Regions from separate parts of the Mus musculus genome. Here region 2 is linked to region 1. The links are chromatin contacts, called in public Micro-C maps. All regions are on one chromosome and are shown on one strand. Each heading gives the region's core, a stretch centred on a gene start, on an enhancer-like site or on the middle of the called end of the contact. The rest is flanking DNA. Distances are from core to core; before and after follow the strand shown.

Region 1 (2,700 bases), core at 38-2,537:
CTGCGAAGGTTTCCTTTCAGAGCTGTGTGGTTCCTGGGCACCAGTGTCTCAGGATGCCCTTCCACTGGGACACCTGCTCCCCTCTTCAGCTGTATGGTCCCTGGGCTTCTGAGGCCCAGGATAGCCTTCCATTAGAAAAGAAACACAAGTTCAGTATTCAGGTATTTTAAAATATCCAAGAGGGGCAGTGTGGTGAGAAGAGACCCGGAAAGAGGAAAAAGAAAGAGAGCACTGATTCTATCCAGTACCATACATAACTTGACTCTACAAAAGAAAAAAAAAGAAAAGAAAAGAAGGAATTACTTTTGGATTTGCTAAGCCAAACCAAACAGAAGCCCTCATACTGTTGGATTGGAATTATTTTTTTTTTCGAAAATAAAAAACAATCCTCATGCTTTTCTTACATAATCATCAGCAAACCACGGCATCCTTTTTATGTACACGGGACCCCATGTTCTACCTGACATTTTATCAATCTGCGTACATCTCTCCCTCCCCACCCCCAACTGGCTAACTTTGAAACCGTGCTAGAGAACACGCTTCAGTAAACACCTAATCAAACTCAGTAATACGGTTCACGCTTAACGACCCCTCCGAGCGGCCGTTCAGGGACCGCGTCCGGGACCCCCGGCGTTCCCAGGGGAGGCGCCGGTTGGAAATCGCCCGTGCCCAGCGCACTTCTGGGCATTCACACCAGACAAGCTATTCTCGCGGTTGCTGGCTTTAGTCAGTTGCAGCCCCAGGCTGGTTCTAAGACCCTTTAAAAGGAAAAGCCCCGGGTGGGTGAGCACACGCCGGCCCGGGTAGCCCAAGAGACTCCGTCCTGCGGGGAAAGAAGACAGCAGCTACGGACCCTGCGGACCGCCGGGCCCGGCCAGTCCTTGTTACGACCCCTCCCTACCCCCGGGGGTGGGACACACCGGGGTCGCTCCCGTCCCATCGGGGGGGGGGGGTCCTCGCCGGTTCCGCCCACGCGCGACCAAACCGGACAGGCAACCGCGGTCAACCGCCCCTTCCCCCACCGTGCCTCCCGCCCCCTCCCCCCACCACGACGCGGCCACCCTGGTCTCTCACCCAGGGACATATCGATTTTGTCCAGGTTCTCATTGCTTCGTGCTTTCGGTGGCGGCGGCGGGGTCGCCGTGGCTCCTACCAACCGGGTGCCAAACCGGTTCATGACTGGGGTTGCGGCGTCGGAGCAGTCAGCCGGGAAGGCCAGAGTCGCAGGCCCGCCGCCTCCCACTCACGCACGCAGACTAGCTGCAGCGCAGAGCGCGCACGCGCGCCGGCGGCGTCCTCGCCCTCCCACCTCCCAGCAGCGGGCGGGGGAGAGGGACTACCGAGACGAGCTGCGGGCGGCTAGAGCGGCCCACGCGAAACTGGCGCCTAGCGGCCCTTACCGGTGCGGGGCGCCGTCCTGGAGCCTCAGCCCAGGGCGCCGGGAATAGCGGCTGTCCTAGCGCCTCGACGGTCCACACCATTGGCAGCGCCTCCGAAACCGAGTCTGAACGACTAGCCTGGCCCTGCTGTTCCGGCCCGTCCTGCTGCGGAAAGGCCCGGCACGCCCCTCTGCAGTGCAGCCTACGGAGGCTGGACAGACCCCTGCGAGCCGAGATTGCAGCGATGGGTCCCAGCTCCCCTGTCCCTGAGTTGCCACGTCTGATAGCAAAGGCTGCAGTGACAGTTCTTGAGTCACCTTAACAATAAAAGTAAATGCTAATGTATCTGTGCCTTGTCTCAGTTGGCACTCTATAAACATTTGGCACGGTACTAGCTACCTTAGTAAGACCTCATCTTCCCTTGGGAGGGTAAGTACTTCTGTTTATTTGGTTGCGTTTTTCTATTACTCAATTGAGTGGCGAAATATATATATTTTCCTTAATCGTCTTTATAGAAAAACTTAATGTTTCCATTCCAGCTTAATAATTCGTTTCCCCTTTACGAAATGTTATTCCCCCCCCCCCTTTTTTTTTTACTTTATTTTCTACAACGCACCTGCGTGGAAGCATGCCTGTTATTCCATCCCCCACATAACAGCTCAAAACCATCTCAGGCATTTTCATCTAAGGAAAAAAAAACAGCGTCAAGTGTTCTGTTCGTGTAGAAATCTCTGCCACCGTTTTCTTCACTTCCTAAAATTTCTTTAGTAGAGACCTGAGCTAGCTTTGTAGTGACCCAAGAAATCTGAAAACCACACTATCCTATATTTAATTTAGTAATGTCACAATCCATGTGATTTGCAAATTCAACAGCCGTGACACATTTTACTATTTTTTGCTTGGAGCTTCCATACTTTAAAACACTTCATATCATGTACAATTGCATCTATTAATAACATATTTTCTAACTTTTACCAGCTGAGACCTGGTTATATTGTATCTACCCTTTTTAGTAAAGATTGTGACAGCTATTGATCCATCTTAAAACTACATACTAATGCTTCTTACGATATGGTTAAAAGAAAAGGCCACTCTTAATTCGTGATTCCATCCAAAAGCATGATGTTTTGGGGTGTTTGATGAATCATAGTAGTCTTATCTTGAGGAAATGTATAATTTTCTATTGAGAATTTGAGAAATACAATCCCTTATTCTCAAAAGTCAAGTTGGGCCAGGTGTGTTTTGCAGTGCCTTTAATTGCAATACTCGGGAGGCAAAGAATAGTGAGTGAATTTCTGTAAGCTGTAAACAAGCCAGGTCA
Region 2 (2,700 bases), core at 46-2,545, 550 kb after region 1:
ATATTCTCCGCATCAAACAAATTATTATCAAAGAAAGGATAGTCCTGTTGAGAGGGGGAACTAACTTTCTGACCTCTTTTCAAAATGACAAACTAGAACAGCAAAATCACACTCAGGCACATGGAGTACTGTTCTCTCAAATCACTCCACAGAGAACTTCATCATTTGCTCCGCCCTCTAATAACTCATGCAAAAAAAGTTCAGCACCATCGGAGAGAAACAAGACATAGCGCATTCACAGAATGGCTTAAAGTCTTTCCTCCCGGCGGGTAAGAGAACCTGCGTTTGCCCTTCGTCGGGGTCCGAAGGGAAAGAGAAACCTAGGCCTAAGGTTTCACGGATACTGACACCTAGAAACAGATTTCTCTGCAAGAAGTTTCTGCCGCCATCCCCATTTTATCAGCAAAGACTCGGGCGCCATCGTCTCGATGTTTGGTTTTATTATGAGGAGGTGGGAAAGGCCACCCAGGATTACTTTAGGCCTCACACACACACTAAGCTCAGGGTTCCCCCCCCCCCTATTCCTATGTGAAACCCTCGGTCCCTAAGGTGCCCCTCCGCACCCCTTGTTCCCGGCGGCAAGTCCCCCGGGATGTGTGAAGGCGCAGCAGAACCCACCCGCCTCACCGTTAAAGCGAGACGGCCCTCACACGGCAGGGCCACCGCCAAGGCTCCGGGGGGGCCCAGCGAGGGGAAGGGTAGGCCGGGGCCGAGGGACAGGGACGATGACCTGGCCGGGAAGAGAGGATGGCATGGGGGGAACGGACTGCACCGCCTGGTCCGCGGGCAGCACGATACCGAGAGGAGGTGATGAGGGAGGAAGAGGGCGGTGGCCCGGGTGCGGCCCCCTACTCCTCCGGCCCGCAGGTCCCGGGCCCCTGGCACCGCGGGCTCGGCCCATCCCCTGTACTGGACCGGCTGGGGGCGTGGGGGGCCTGTCTGGGAATAAGGGGAGACCGAATCCAGGGACTGAGGGGCACGCGCGGGGTGGGGGCGGGGGAAACCTGCCTCCCGCCTGAACCGCAGACCCCGGCCGCCGCCGCCGTCGTCGCCTGTGCCTCAGGAGAGGGCAGGAGCTGAGGGGAGAGCCCGAGTGAGGAATGCACCAAGGTGAGGCGAAGCCCGGGACAGCCCCGACAGCCTCCCCGTAGCCGACTCTTCACCTTCCCGTAACCGCGTCTCTTACCGGTGATGGCGGTGAACTGCTGGATTAACCCCTTCAGCGCCGACGACGCCGCGGAGCCCCCGTGGGCAGCCATCTTACCGCCGCCGCCGCCGCCGCGGAACAACAACACAGACACACACGGGGCTCCCTCCCCCACTCCGCGGCGTGCTGTGCGCAGGCGCACTGGCAGGCCCGAAGCTCCGCCCTCTCCCTGTCTGTGCGCGTTTTGCGCAGGCGTACTCTCCGCGAGCCGCCGCTTTGGTTTGAAGCCTGTGCTGCTGGCTGGTAGCTATTCTTTGAAACATTTGGTGCCTTCTCTGAATTCCGGAGATATCCTCCTAAGTACCGCATTGAATCCCAACATCCCAAAGAATCTTCAGACCTGAAATACCAAACTCTTGATGAAACGCTCAGGGTTTCACATAAAGTAGGTATTTTGTTTGGTTTTATGTGACGTTTCTTAAATTCTAAAGTGTAAGTTAATAGCTTAGTAAAAAATGAACCAGTCTATAGTAGACTTTAGTAAATGATTGTTCGCTCTGTTTTTCTTCAACAAATGTCTCAGTATATCTCCCCCCAGGCTCATTCTTACTTTCTAAAGATATTAAATCGGGAGGTTTTTTGGGGGGGGAGTTGTTTTTTATCCTTAAACAAAGATATATGCAGATACAGTAAATAAAATAAAGAGAACACTGGAAAGTGGTCCTGAAAACACCGATAATAGTTACAACTAAAAAAGAACTTGATGAGCCGGGCAGTGGTGGCACATTCCTTTAATCCCAGCACTTGGGAGACTGAGGCAGGCGGATTTCTGAGTTTGAGGCCAGCTTGGTCTACAGAATGACAAGGACAGCCAGGGCTACACAGAAAAACTCTGTCTCGAAAAAAAAACATGATGAAAGGGGCATTAGGAGGGCTGATGAGATGACTCGGCAGTTGAGAGCACTGACTGCTCTTCCCAAGGTCCTCAGTTCAAATCCCAGCAACTACATGGTGGCTCACAACCATCCGTAATGAGGTCTGATGCCCTTTTCTAGAATGTCTGAAGACAGCTACAGTGTACTTACATTTAAATAAATAAATCTTTAAAAAAACAAAAGAAAGAAAAAAGAAAGGGGCATTTAGCTTAGTTTTCATACTTTATTTTTAAATAAGGTAATAGTGTGTAACTTGCACAATTCTAAATACTTATTGCATTGCTGGTGTGTCAACTTGACACAAGCTAGAGTCGTGAGAGAAAAAGGAGCCTCAGGGGAGGAAAAGCCTCCATGAGATCCAGCTGTATTTTCTCAGTGAGTGACCAGTGAAAGTGGGCCCGCCTATGGGCGGTGCCATGCCTGGACTGGTGGTCCCTGCTTTTATAAGCAAGCAGGCTAGCACACCATGGGAAGCAAACCAGTTAACAGCACCCCTCCATGGCCTCTACCTCAGCTCCTGCCTCCAGGTTCCTGCCCTGTTTTTTCAGTGGTTAACAGCAATGTAGAAGTATAAGCCAAATAAACCCTTTCCTCCCCAACTTGCTTTATGGCCAAGGT

The links. A called contact is a pair of places that touch in the nucleus more often than the background predicts.
Region 2: a contact with region 1 is called in a Micro-C map of embryonic stem cells, with 4 times the contacts expected there. The contact joins the promoter of Ubxn7 here to the promoter of Fyttd1 in region 1. A contact is called at or near these places in 3 of 39 promoter capture datasets (erythroid cells, liver and pre-B cells) and 1 of 484 Hi-C or Micro-C datasets (embryonic stem cells).

Annotation. Positions count from the first base shown.
Region 1 is chr16:32,876,371-32,879,070 of GRCm38.p6, reverse strand. Fyttd1 (forty-two-three domain containing 1) reads right to left here and starts at 1,287. Exons shown (of 9, transcript NM_027226.4): 1 at 1,075-1,287. The coding sequence starts at 1,177. It also overlaps a transcript of Rubcn not described here.
Region 2 is chr16:32,330,847-32,333,546 of GRCm38.p6, reverse strand. It overlaps Ubxn7 (UBX domain protein 7), which reads right to left and starts at 1,295. Exons shown (of 11, transcript NM_177633.4): 1 at 1,187-1,295. The coding sequence starts at 1,259.